Regions from separate parts of the Gossypium hirsutum genome. Here regions 2 and 3 are each linked to region 1. A link is a contact called in public Hi-C data. All regions are on one chromosome and are shown on one strand. Each heading gives the region's core, a stretch centred on a gene start, on an enhancer-like site or on the middle of the called end of the contact. The rest is flanking DNA. Distances are from core to core; before and after follow the strand shown.

The links. Hi-C and Micro-C count contacts between places; a contact is called where the count stands out from the background.
Region 2: a contact with region 1 is called in a Hi-C map of leaf, with 1.9 times the contacts expected there. The contact joins the promoter of LOC121211306 here to the promoter of LOC121211301 in region 1. A contact is called at or near these places in 3 of 34 Hi-C or Micro-C datasets (anther, leaf and petal).
Region 3: a Hi-C map of leaf shows a contact between it and region 1, with 1.9 times the contacts expected there. The contact joins the promoter of LOC121211363 here to the promoter of LOC121211301 in region 1. A contact is called at or near these places in 2 of 34 Hi-C or Micro-C datasets (both in leaf).

The regions. Positions count from the first base shown.
Region 1 is chrA12:13,596,600-13,601,387 of Gossypium_hirsutum_v2.1, reverse strand. LOC121211301 (ammonium transporter 2 member 3) reads right to left here and starts at 2,820. Exons shown (of 3, transcript XM_041083974.1): 1 at 1,119-2,820; 2 at 736-1,021; 3 at 1-644. The coding sequence starts at 1,880. The coding sequence ends at 121.
Region 2 is chrA12:13,747,848-13,752,635 of Gossypium_hirsutum_v2.1, reverse strand. LOC121211306 (3-dehydroquinate synthase, chloroplastic) reads left to right here and starts at 2,462. Exons shown (of 8, transcript XM_041083984.1): 1 at 2,462-2,963; 2 at 3,085-3,235; 3 at 3,339-3,506; 4 at 3,594-3,820; 5 at 4,118-4,241; 6 at 4,583-4,645; 7 at 4,722-4,788. The coding sequence starts at 2,635.
Region 3 is chrA12:13,457,770-13,462,557 of Gossypium_hirsutum_v2.1, reverse strand. LOC121211363 reads left to right here and starts at 2,469. Exons shown (of 2, transcript XM_041084118.1): 1 at 2,469-3,147; 2 at 3,342-3,469. The coding sequence starts at 2,469. The coding sequence ends at 3,469.

The DNA.
Region 1 (4,788 bases), core at 1,571-4,070:
TACAGATAGTTTACCAGTAGATTAATATAAGCATGTAACAATGGTCATGGGATATATAATATATATTCCGAAAATCACAATAATCCAAAAGCACTGCATGCAGCATTAATCTCAAATTTATTAAACAGGGGTTGGCATTAAACGACGGCAAATAAGCGGTATACAGAGACGGCGAGGTTTCGGCATCCGTTCACCATCTCCCCACAGTGCATAAGCTTCCTCTCCATGCACCGCATCATCCCCTACCTCAAGATCCTCTTCATCCATTCTTAAATTAACAATGCGGCTTATAACAAGGCAAATGATGCTAGTAACAACAGCATTCCATGCAGCGATGAATATGGCACCTACAAACTGATAAGCCATTTGTTTGAGGCCAGGGTGGATATGTCCCCCGCTGTGGAGTAAGCCTGGACCATATACGTCATTTCCATACATCAAGTTCAGAAGCTTGGGTTTTGCAAAGAGACCGGAAAGGAGTCCTCCTAAAACACCAGCCACTGCATGTGTATGGAACACCCCTAATGTATCGTCCACACTTTGGAAGAAGGCTGATTTTCTGTGCAAAATCATCATTGTGTACCATGGAATTGATCCCGACATCACACCCATTAAGGCCGCTGCCCATGGATCCACAAGCCCTGCTGCCCCATGCATATATCAGATGTTAAAAGTGAAACAAACCTGGAGAAAGATGACTTAATGTTTGTGATATGTGTTTGAGTGAAGGCTAACCTGCACCAGGAGTGATGCAAACAAGTCCCGTGATCATCCCCTGGACTGCACCGATGACCGAGCTCTTCTTGTACACAACCATGTCTAAAGCAAGCCAGACCAAGAGGCTGGTGGCGGTGCAGATATGTGTGTTTATTACGGCTAAAGATGTGACCAGCCCTGCTGAAAGTGGAGATCCTCCATTGAAGCCAGTCCATCCCAACCACAGAAATCCAGCACCTCCTAAAATCTGAATTATGTTGTTGGGTGGAAAGTGCTGTCTGTCATGCGAATGTCTAGGTCCCACCTGCAATCACCATGTTTGTTTATGATGACGTGACAATTTCTATGTAGCAAAAAAAGGATCCAATATCTAATGGACTGAATTGGTATACGAATATTACCCAATATGCGGCAGTAAAACCAGCCACCCCAGAAGAAAGATGGATGACATATCCACCCGCATAATCAATGATTTTGTGTTGAAGAAATCCATATCCCCATATGGTGAATGCCCCTACGCTATATGAAAAGGTTAACCACAAAGGAACAAATATCATCCAAGCGTAGAAGTTCATCCTCCCAAGCAATGATCCAGCCAGCAAAATCACTGTGATGGCAGCAAAAGCGAACTGGTAAAATACATAATCAGCATTTGGCAGCATAGAATGAACATGCGTTGGTCCCAGAAGAAATACGTTGGACAGTGAATTAACGGGCTTTCCAACCAATGGGCTGTTTTTATAGTATCCGAAAGACATCTGATGTGCCCATAAAACCCAGCAAAGTAGAGCAGCGGCAAAGGCGTAGAGGGCCATGAAAGCTGAGTTGACAGCCCATTTCTTCTTCACCATGCTCCCATACAGCATCACTAGCCCTGGAACGCTTTGCAGGCCAACAAAGGACGTTGCTGTCAGTTCCCATGCATTGTCTCCTTTGCTAAGCCATTCAGGTGATGCTTCATCAGGAACAAGACCTGAAGGGAGAGACCATGACTGATAGCCCTCGAAGCTCATAAAGAGAGATGGGAATTTTCTCTTTTTTGAAATTTTGGACATACTTGGGGGTGTTTTGAGTATAAAGGGCAACCATTTTTGGAGTTTTCTTTGACGTGAAACATTGGAATAATCCCCCATCAATATAATATTATATGAATACACTAACATTCTTCGTTGTCTTGACTAGCTGGCTATGAATATTCATTTGAGAAATAATTAATTGGATTTAGAGGTGAAAAAACGTTCATGTTCGCCGATAGTAATGAAAGGTCGTTGACATAACCAGAACAAAACATTGTTTGATATGCACCCAAAATGAAAGCATCCGCCACAGCGGACAACACAACGATCCGTTGGACACATCACATTTTACGTTACATATAAGCAATATCACCTAAATCAAGCAGACAGTATCGAAGCTAGAGGAATTTTAGCTTTGGTTGCCATGTAAAGTAAAATGAATATTAAAAAAAGAAAAAAGAAAAAACAAAATGTACAATTCTCTTCTCTGGTACGTGTACTTAGTGTAATTAACCTCAACTCCAACTCCAACTCCAACTCCAAGCAGCAAAGCAAATACAGCCATACTGGATTGAAACAAGGGTTTCCAGTTTCTAAAAAGAGTGTGTCTGATTGCCTTGCCTTGCCTATTAATGTTGCTGTCTGTCCGTCCCAGATAGAGATTCCGTCATTAATGATGCTGGTAGCTGTTGCACAGAGTATTACGGTCATGGCATGGGCTATATCTCTCAACCTCTGCCTTCTTGCTTCAACCACCGCCCATGTGATCACCTTAAAGGACAAAACTTCCGCTACCTATACGACATCCATATCCACATGTTCATATTTAGCTGGAGTTAATTTGAGAGGTAACACAGGTCATTTTAACCCTTAATTTCCATCCTAGACGACAGAACGGTCCTTCTGCAGCGTTGTATAGTATGTGTTAGGAACTGATTAGTCAAAGAAAAAGAAAGAGAGAAACATGGATAAGATGGGACAATGGGAGGGAGAATAATGGATTTAAATGCAATGGGCCAACTTTTCTGCTTTGGTAGTAGAGGGTTTTAAATGCTCTTTGCAGACACCCCTCTCACTCTCCTAAATCCCCCCACCCACACATTCGTACTCCCCCTCAGCTCTCTCTCTCTCTCTCTCTCTGTTTTATTTGCTCTCTTTTTTAACCCATCTTTCCTCCCAATATGCTTCACTCTTCTCTGTTTCATTCCTTAATGTTTTATTTAGGGATCCATCCAACGCTTTCTTCCATGCTTTAACATTTCATGGAATAGTAACTGTGATATTGGCCTGGTTCACTCAGACATGAAACAAGGCGCAGTTTTTGATCTCTCAGAAGAGTTGAAGCATCAGTGGTTTTGGTCTGATTGAGCCGTGCCAATATCTTAAGTACTGTTTCAAATCTCCGAGGTTCCACTCTTTTAAAGCGCAAGATGAGCTACCACAAAGGTTTGCTCTTGTCCATCAACTGATGATATTGTAACATATCCTAGGCTCCTAGCTATTGGTTTTACAACAAGTTTAAGCTATACTTTTTATTTACCTTATGCATTTGAGGGCTTTGATTCTGGCTATAAATTAAGATAAAACAGAAACAGAAACAAATTTCAGAAAGAGAAAAAGAAATACCCGGTGGACGGATGCAGCTGCACCCATCTCTGAAGCTGACATGGGACAGGGGAACATTAGGTTTCTTAAAAAATAGTATCATCAGATTGAGTAATAGTTTGTTGTAAAGTTTATAAGATTAAAATGGGTTGTTAGATGAAGAATGTCTAGAAAATAGGAAGGAATTGAAAGTCCGAGGGTAATGTTAGTGTTACCCATAATTTCAACCCTTAATATATATTGCATAGCCTTATAGCCTATGCTCTAAGAAAAGAGGGGGTCTACCCTACAGTCTATCTCTATATGTTGAGGGTTTCCATAAGAAGTATTATAACTGCAACTTGTTTTAAATATCTTATACAGCTGCTGATGTGATTAATGGCACAATCAAGCCTTATCTAACAGATGATACCTTTGTCTCTAGGCATGGCCACGTGTGTGGCCGTTACTAATAAGCCCCCTTTGTATTCAACTCAGCCTTGCCCTTTAGGCCTGCCTGCTTTGTCTACATAACACCTTATTTGTTAGTGTCACAAGAGTTGTAAAATTTTATATTATGATTAAGTCTTAGGGAGATTTGATTAAGTCTTAGAGAGATTTGTTAGCTTTTTAGTAGAAGTAAGAAGCTAGATGTTGTTATCTTGTTAATAGGAGTAAAAAACTAAAATTTGATTGAGTTTATTACTTGGGACATGTATATAAGTGTTGCTTGGTTAATGAATTCAATCATCCTTTCTATTCTTATTTTCTTTGCTTCTAGTAGTTCTCTGCTAAACCAATAGTGGTATTGAGAGCTCTTTTCCTTAAGGGACATGTGAGAAAAGTTCTGTGAGAGTTTTGAGAGAAAAATTGAGAGATACACTTGTGAGGTATTGAGGAAAATGGGATCAAGATTAAGTAATCTATCTATCTTAGCCCCTCTTGTGTTTGATGGAGAGAACTATCAAGCATGGTCTATGAGAATGCAAGCATACAAGGAGGTTTGTGATTATTGGGAAGCTGTCGAGGAAGACTAAAGTGACTCCACTTCCCAACAATTCAACTATGAACCAGATCAAAATGCACAAGGAGAGAACCAGTAGGAAGGCTAAGGAAAAAACTTGCCTTTATGCTTTGGTTTCACCAGCCATATTTAATAGAATTATGGCTTTTGGATAAGCAAAAGAGATATGAGACTATCTCAAGGCTGAGTATCAAGGAGATGAGAGGATCAAGGGTATGAAGGTGTTGAACTTGATTCAAGAATTTGAGAGGCTACAGATGAAGGAGTTTGAGTTAATCAAAGAATACTTTAACAAGTTGGTGGATATTGCTAACAAGGTAAGGGTTCTTGGGACTGAGCTCTCTAATTCTAGACTGGTGCAGAAAGTATTAGTCTCTGTACCTGAGAAGTATAAATCAACTATTGCCTCTTTAGAAAACACCAAAAGGACTTGACTCAATTAAGAGT
Region 2 (4,788 bases), core at 1,213-3,712, 150 kb before region 1:
TATATATTATTTTAAATTAATTTCATTTAATTAATCTAACAATTTTATACTTTAAAATTATGTGTAGCATTTATCACTTGAGCTTTTTTAAATAAATAGTATCTAAATAATATAAAAAAAATGGAGCTTATTAACATTGGTAAGTTTGAAGTATATTAAAAAATGGGATATTAAAGGAATGGTTTTTCAAAGAAAAAATTCTAAGTCATATGAAAATGATAATGTCACCAAAGAGAGATGAAAGATCATTTTAATATAAAATAACGTAAAACTATAAGATTAATTCATCACAGCTTTATTTAGTTTATTGTACATATTATACTAAATTTATTTTAAACTCACTCTTATTCATTTTCCCCTATTATTCCATTGTCTAATGTGAAAGTTTACTTTTATAATTGGGATAAATCTCAAAATTATACATGAATTTTGATTAAATTTGTAGTCTGATACATGAACTTTAATTTGGTGCAATTATACGCATGAAACTTTTATCATGGTTCAAATGTATATATATATGAAATTTTTTAAAAAAAATAAATACATCAATTTATTTTTATATTGGTTAAAAATAATTATTTGTTATGCAATATATAAACATAAAATAATGATATATCAATAATTGTGTTAATAATTTGTGAGAATTGGATCAAATCAAAATTCATGTATAAAATTACACATTAAACCTAAGTTCATATACAATTTTGAGATTTATCTCTTTATAATTATATGTGTTTATTAATTTTAAATTTAATTTTACTTTATGCTATTTTTTTCTCATTGCTATTACTTCATGATTATTATTTGATAAAAATCTCTAATTTACAACAACAAATTATTATTATTATTATAAACAAAAAATTATTATTATTATTTTATAATTGTTTAAGTAATTTGTGACTTAAAGTAATTAATTGCATAAGAAGTTTAACAAGAAAGATAATTAAAAGCAAAAAAAAAATAGAAAATAAATATAAATATAAATTATTATTTTATTTTAATTATTTTATTTTTATATTTTTTTTTTTTTTTTTTATTTTAATTATGTTTAGGAAGTTGAATTTTTTTATTTTGTCTTTAATTTATTTCATATTATTTTTTATAATACATTTAAATAATTTAATCTCAAAAATTATTTCACTTATAAAAATAAATTATTATAAAAATTAAAAATATATTATGATAATATCATCCTTTAGATAAGTTGATTTTTAACAAAAGAATTAAAATATAAAATGTTAAAAATAATATTTAATATTAAAACTAAAAAAATGAAATTAATGTTTTAGCATTAAATTTAAAAATTAATAGTTAAATTCAATAAATTTAATATATTAAATCATAATTATTTTCATTTATTATCAGTATGCACATTCAAATTAAGTCAAATTGTAATATCAATTCTCAAAATCCTTTATCTTGGGAATTTAATATTTAATATATTTAAATAAAATTTTAAGACAAATTTGTTCTTTTACTTTTATTTAAACTCAAAATATGTGTTGAAAATAATTCATTTTCATTATAACTTAAAGCATTCAATTTAATCAATAAGTAATATCTTATTATTTTAATTTTTTTATTTAAATCGAGATTAACTCTATTATCAAATAAGAAAAATACAAGGAATTGATACACAATCAATGCAATATATAAAGAGATGTTACTACAAGAAAAACACACACGAATAATTTATTTCATGTTTGAAAATAATAATATTATTAAATACATGCTTTATTTAGATCAATTTTATCAAAAATTAAAGATTGAAGAATAAAAAGTATATATTTACAATATGTCAATCTTTTAAACATTTTCAGTATTCTACAATTAGTTAATTATGATTTGAAATTCTTTTATTTTTTTGAATAATATATATTTTAATCATTTTAATAATGATTACATATGGTAATTATATGAAATAAAAATATTTCATTAAATAATAAATATATAAATGCATACTTATATAAAAAAGAACTAGTAAATATAAAAAAAATAGAAGATTATTGAAAATTAAATTATATAAATGATATTTTTATAGGGATAAATATCAAAACTATCTATAAACTTTGATTAAATGTATAATGTCATATATGAACTTTAATTTTGTACGGTTTTAAATATGAAATTTTGTTGGATCTAATTTTCACAAATCACTAATAATATTATCAAATTAGCATAATTTTACGTTGATATATTACATACACAAATAATTATATTAATTCGATATAGAAATAAATGTAGGTATTCATTTCTTTAAGTACGTGTAGAATTGAATTAAAACTAAAGTTTTATATATACATGCAAACAACTATTTAATTTTCATGTATATAATTACATCAAATTAAAATTTATGTATCAAATTGCATATTAAATCAAAGCTCTCGTATAAATTTGATATTTATCCTTTTTTATAAATAAATTCTTAAAAAATTAAAAAATATAAAAATTCGAATTCCGTAAATCACAGCCGTATATGTGGTATTGCCACCAACCGTGAATCGTGTCGTCGTCCACCAACAGCTTCGCGTCTCACCTACCCACTCCTTTTCCTCCTTCAAACCAATGTTTCTCCCCAATCCTTCCCCTAACTAACAAACAATAAACCAGACAACCCCCCCCCCTTTCTCATCTATGGCCTGCGCCACTAACGCTATCTCTCTTTCTCTCTCTTCCAACCCCAACTCCAAATTGTCCTCTGACTTCATCCCCAAGCTTAATAAGCCCGTCAATGTTTCTCTTCGCGCTTCCACTTCCGCTGAGTTGAATCCCGGACGACTTTTTCTCTCCAGACCCATTGGACTCAGTCGCAGGAATTGCGCCAATGCAACTCCGGTGATGGATCAGTCAGTTGGTGAAAGGAGCTCTTCGGTCCCCACTATTGTTGAGGTGGATTTGGGTAATCGGAGTTATCCGATCTACATCGGCTCCGGGTTGCTTGATCAGCATGAGCTTCTTCAAAAGTTGGTTAATTTCATTCATTTGCTTCGATAACTTCTAGCTTTTTTTTCTTTTTTTTTTCTGCCAAGAGAATGCTTTACGTTGTTCGTCGTATTTAGTGTTAACGAGTTGTCGTTTCGATAGGCATGTTCATGGGAAGAAAGTTCTTGTGGTAACTAACACTACAATTGCTCCTTTGTATTTGGATAAAGTCGTTGATGCGTTAACAAAGGGAAACCCGAATGTTTCTGTTGAAAATGTGATACTACCTGATGGTGAGAAGTACAAAAACATGGTGGGTTTTCCACTTTTCCTCTCTGTTTTTTTGTTTCTTTGATTTGAAGCATTGTTGCTATTGAACTTGATGGAAGTAGTAATTGTAGTGGTTGTGCTTATAGGAGACTCTCATGAAAGTTTTTGACAAGGCCATCGAGTCCCGATTGGACCGGAGATGTACATTTGTTGCTCTTGGCGGTGGTGTGATTGGTGACATGTGTGGTTTTGCTGCTGCTGCTTTTCTTCGCGGTGTTAATTTTATCCAGATTCCTACTACTGTTATGGCGCAGGTCATTTCGCACTGATGGCTCATTTATGTATTGATCATCACATTGTGTGCAAACATTTCATGTTTTTAACTTTGTTCTAATAAGCAGGTGGATTCTTCTGTTGGGGGTAAAACTGGCATAAACCATCCTCTTGGGAAGAACTTGATTGGTGCTTTCTACCAACCTCAATGTGTGCTCATAGACACTGACACATTGAACACACTGCCAAATAGGGAACTGGCTTCAGGTCTGGCAGAGGTTATAAAGTATGGGCTCATCAGAGATGCCGAGTTTTTTGAGTGGCAGGAAAAGAATATGGAGAAACTGATGGCAAGGTATATGAAACTCATTGAATGAAATGTAATTAAACATTTGAATAGGTTGAAACTTGTTTAGAAATGTGAAGCTGAGAGGACATTTGGTAAGAACTGAAAATCAAAACGGGTGTTTTCAATTTGAGCTTTCGGGAATATACCTTGTATTATCCTTTGAAGTAGTTTCTTGATGTATGCCTTGTGCTTGTGTATAGCTCCTTGTCTACTTCAACCAATGATATTACACTCTGGTGCTTTCCTCACTATTGCAATCAATATATCTTGAAGCTGTATGTGATGCAGTGTTGATCATTACAGGGATCCTGATGCATTTGCTTATGCTATAAAGCGATCATGTGAAAACAAGGCTGAGGTTGTGTCACTAGATGAGAAGGAAAGTGGATTGAGGGCTACACTGAACTTGGGTCATACATTTGGTCATGTAAGTGTTATATGTGTTCTGCTATATTACATTTTAGCTTGCAAAGGGAATCGGATTTTTTCATTCTTGGTGCATTCATTTTCTTTTTTGGAGTTTTTATTTAATGGCCGCATGGTTTGAAATCCCAAAAAGGAACTTATGAAATGGTTTAAAATAGAATAAATATGAAGTTACAACTTGAGATTTTATGTTTTAACAGTTATTCTCTCTTTTGTATTCAGCTAGTGGTGAAGTTATCTTGTGTTTACATCTGTTAGAATTTGTACTTCATCTTGAAGGGATCTGTGTTTACTCCAGATTTTAAGAAATTTTTGTGCTGTTGTCTTCATGTTTCTTTCCAGGCAATAGAAACTGGGTTCGGATATGGAGAGTGGCTACATGGAGAAGCTGTTGCAGCTGGCACGGTAATGTGATTTTTATTGCATTTTGTTTTGATCTTCTTCCATGCCTGTACTAAACTTGAATCTATACTCAACTCAGGTTATGGCTGTTGACATGTCATATCGCCTTGGTTGGATTGACAGTTCAATTGTGAAACGGGTTACTG
Region 3 (4,788 bases), core at 1,220-3,719, 140 kb after region 1:
CTTGTGGCACTTAGATATGGTACTTCAAGTCCAAGAAACTCTTCACCATTTTCCTAAGGATGAAATGAGTATTTACTCATATCTAGTGATCTTACAACTATTGGGATACTCAATGGATGTGTTTTATCCATGTAAAATTTTTTAAGATCTTTTTTGTATAAACTGAATAATAGACATGAAAATTTTTTTCTCCAAGATTGCGAAGCATCCTGTTCTTGTTTTTGCTGATTGGTGCGTCCATCTTTATTCTTTCTAAAAAAGAATAATTGTTGGTTGTGTGGGAAGGGTGTCCCAAATTACGGTGGGTCTAGTGTTTGAAGCGGTGGCGGGTTGCGAGGGAGTATGGCTGTGAAACATGGATGGCTGTGGTCTCTCTAGCCCATAGGAGGTCCTGCATGGTGGAAAATTCATTGGTTTCGTAAAGGTTTTGTCGTTTATTTCAAATTTTATATTTTTCTCATTAAAGATTTGTAGAGATATATGGTTTTGTACGTCTTTTTGCATGGTTTTTTGTTTTGCAATGCATGGCACACCATCAATAAAAGATTTTGATTTTGACTTTATGACGACTTATTAAATAGATTTTCCTTTGTTTCGGTTGGCATTAAAAAATTGTAAGTAGGTTATATGTTTTCTTTTTGTTATTTCCATTATATTAGGGTTTTACTGATATTTCTAATTTTAGAAGTTGTTTTGTTTTTTGAGTTTTTGTCTTTCGCTTGTGTGGGTGGTTTTATTTTATTTTTTTCTTTTTCTTTTTTGTTTTTGTGCCCTGCCTGGGCGTGGGGTTTTCTGGAGTTTATCTTGGTGAGTGGGGTTTGTGTTTATTGGTATTTGGATTTCTATTTGTTTCTCGTGTTTCGCAGCTGGGTTTTATTTGTTTGTTGTTGTACAGAGCTTTCTTGAATTATTTTTTGTGTTCCTAGGAGTCTACTCTCTTCTAAAGGATGGAATCATTGGCTTCATCCTTTTTGGTGCACCCGGGGAAAGGGAATCTTTGTGGAGTCAAAGATCAAAATGGATGAAGAAATCAACGTAATGTTAGAAAGATTGAAATTCTCGAAAGAAGAGTCGACTAGAGTTATAAGCACCAACACCGAAAACAATCTTCAAGGTTTTGAAGCATGGGCGGTGGGCAAAATAATGGCGATAGAAAAACCTAATAGAGAGGCGATGTGCAGGGTTCTAAGATCGTTATGGTTTACTAAATAAGCTGTACATTTTGTAGCCCTTAATGAAGGAGCAACACTAGCCAAATTTGGATGCCTGGAAAATAGAAACAGAATCCTCAACCTTATGCCATGTCTGTTTGATAACTGCCTTTTCGCCATGATGCCATTCATAAAGGGTAAAAAAAATTAATACTTATGCTTTTAACCTTTCTCCTTTTTAGCTGCGTATTTACAATATTCATTCGAAATATATGAATCGCCAAACTGCTCTAGATATCAAAAATGTTATAGGAGAACTAGTGGCGATCGACTGGAAAGATAGGAACGGGGGTTAGACCGAATTCTTGAGGTTAAAAATAAAAATCAATGTGTTATGTCCACTGCGAAGAGTTGTGAGGTGGGTGGGAATAGATGGGGTTGAAGTTATCTGTGCTCTAAAATATGAACAATTATTGGCATTCTGTTATGTGTGCGGACTCATCGGACATACAACAGGAAAATGTCCAAACAAAGAGGAAACCATCGATTCTAACAACTTGAACTTACAATATGGGATTTAGCTAAAAGTAAATACAGTGGCTCAAAACCAAGACAGAAGCATATGGAGAAATGGGATCGAGATAGTGGCAACTAATGGATTTCCAAATGAGGCAAATGATGAAAGCAAGATGGACACAAAGGATGAAAGTGAGAAAATATTGCAAAAAGGCAAAAGAAAAATGAGAGATTAGGACTTGACATCCAACTCACCCATGGATAAAAAAGCTCATAAGTCAGTGAGTGATGGCTGGGTTGATTCAAAAGTAAAAGAAAAAGGCAAAGAAGCTTGAATGGAGACCTTACGGAGGAAAGCCCATCCAAAATAGTGAGGCAAAAGTTATTGGATAATATCTCACCGTGTAAGGCGGCGGCTGGGGATCAACCCCGTCAATAAAAATCCTTGGTTGGAACTATTATGGGATTGGGAACTCTGCGACAGTTCGCGAGTTGAAGCAACTCCTTGTTGCTAACAATCCAGATGTTATCTTTTTATACGAAACTAAAGTTCATTCTAATAAGTTGTTTCATAGCTGTAGCAGTTAATGCGGTTAGCAAAAGCGGGGGTTTAATGATGCTTTGGAAATAAGGCATAAGAGTTGAAATCACGAACTACTCTAGGAACCGTATTGACTCCCTGATCCACTTTGACAATGACAACGCCATTAGGTTCACTGGTTTTTATGGGAATGCTGATCCAAATAATAGAAAAAGTTCCTGGGAATTGTTGAAGAGGGTGGGGAGGCATGTGAAGGAAATATGGATTATAGGGGGGATTTTAATGCAATCCTTAACAACTCAAAAAAGGAAGGTGGCAGGAGGAAGCCGAAAGCCTTGATGGTTGACTTTGATGAGATTGTGGATGAGTTATCTTTGGTTGATTTGAAGACTAACAATGGGTGGTTCACTTGGGTCAATAATAGGGAATGCATGACTATTGTTAAAGAAAGACTCGACCGCTTCATGATTTTGGCCAATGAAGTTACCAAATTCCCTTTCATTGAGACTAAGGTGATTCGTCAGTCGAATTCAGACCATGACATTAATTTGCTGGATGCCGAAGGCCGTAAGCTGAAAGTTGGGCTGAGAGATCCTAGGGTTATGTTTAGGTATGATTCTTACTGGGCGAAAGAAAATGAAGCTAAAAATATTATTAAAAATGTTTGGTATGATGACACAAAAGATATTATGGATAGAATAGAAAAGGTGGGTCAGGACCTTAAAGTTTGGCAGTATAAGAAATACAAAGAGATGAGCAGCCAGATTGGTAAGCTTAAATCCAAGATAAATAGTGTCATTGATAATCTTAGAAGGCTTTATAATGGTAACAGGCTCAAATCCATGAGGAAAAAGCTTGGGAATTTGATGGACAAAGAAGAGAAATATTGGGCTCAGAGATCAAGAGTAAATTGGTTGAAAGAGGGCGTTAGGAACACCAGTTCTTTCATGTAAGAGCTTCCAATAGAAGGAAAAAAAATAATATTGAGAGGCTAAAAGATATTCATGGGTATTGGAAGAACAACACCAAAGATATATGTACGGCGGCCAGGAAGTATTTTCAAAATTTATTTGGGTCAACTTTACAAACAAATGATGATCTAAATGTTGATTTTATTGAAAATTGCATTTCAGGGAAGATGAATGAGAAGTTGCTGGAAGAGTTCAAAGATGAGGAAATTAAGAGAGCTTTCAACCAAATAGACCTGAGGAAAGCCCCGTGCATTGATGGTTTGTCAGGTAATTTCTACAATGAGCATTAGGACGTGGTGGGAGTTGATATTTTAAAATTGTGCCATGAGATTTTAAGAGGGGATAAAAATGTAGACAGCCTCAATGAGATCGATTATTGTTCTTATTCCTAAAATAAAAAATCCTATTGATATGACTATTTCCGGCCGATTAGTCTATGCAGGGTGGTAGACAAAATTATTGCTAAAATTCTTGCTAACAGGTTGAAAGATACTCTTCCGAAGAGTATTAGCCAAAATTAGAGAGCCTTTGTACCCTGATGAATGATCTACGACAACATATTGATCTCCCATGAGCTAGTCTATTACCTTCAAAGTACTAAGAATGGTCCAAACAAGGTATTTGTAATCAAACTCTACATGAGCAAAGCATATGATCGGGTTGAGTGGAAATTCATTGAAGCGGTTATGATAAAAATGGGTTACGCGGAGGCTTGGGTGAAAAAAAGTTATGAGCTGTATTCGTTTGGTTCGATATGTCTTAAAATGCAACTCTAGCAGGCCTCATACAAGGAGACCCTCTCTCTCTATCTTTCTTTATTCTACATGGAAGCCTTTTTTAAATTGCTTAACCGAGCTTAGAATGAAAATATGTTAAAAGAAATTCGGGCTAGTATTAATGGGCTACATATTAATCACCTTTTTTTGTTGATAACGTACACATTTTCATTTGTAATAAAAAAAAGGATGTTGAGGAGATCATTAATATTTTAAAAAAGGTTTACAAGTATATCGGGAAAAAAGATTAACAATGATAAGTCTATGATCATGTTTTGTAACACCCCTTACCCGAGACCGTCTCCGGAATCAAGTACGAGATGTCATCCAATTTAACTTACCGATTCGGAGCATAAAAATTTGCTTTTAAAATTAAATTCACTGTTCATAACAACACTGTCTACCTGCGCAACTGTCACTAATTTAATTATAACTTGAGTTACGAAACTCAAAATTTAAATCTGTAAATTTTCTGTGAAACTAGACTCATATTCCTACTTACCATAAAATTCTCAGAATTTTTGACTTATCACATTAGTACAGTTTATTCATTAAAGTATCCCCTGTTTCACAGCTCGACAGATCTGACCTCTTGGCGCTAAAAATCAAATATATAATTGTACAGAATTCATATAAGGTTACAATTAATTTATTTTGAAAATAGACTCACTAAGGAATCTAAACATATAAATTATGACCTATAATTATTTCTGTACAATTTATAATGATTTTCTAAAGTTAGAACAGGGGACTTCAAAAACTATTCTGACCCTGTCTCACTAAAATTTAAATATCTCAAAATATAAAATTCATTTGCCTACACCGTTTCTTTC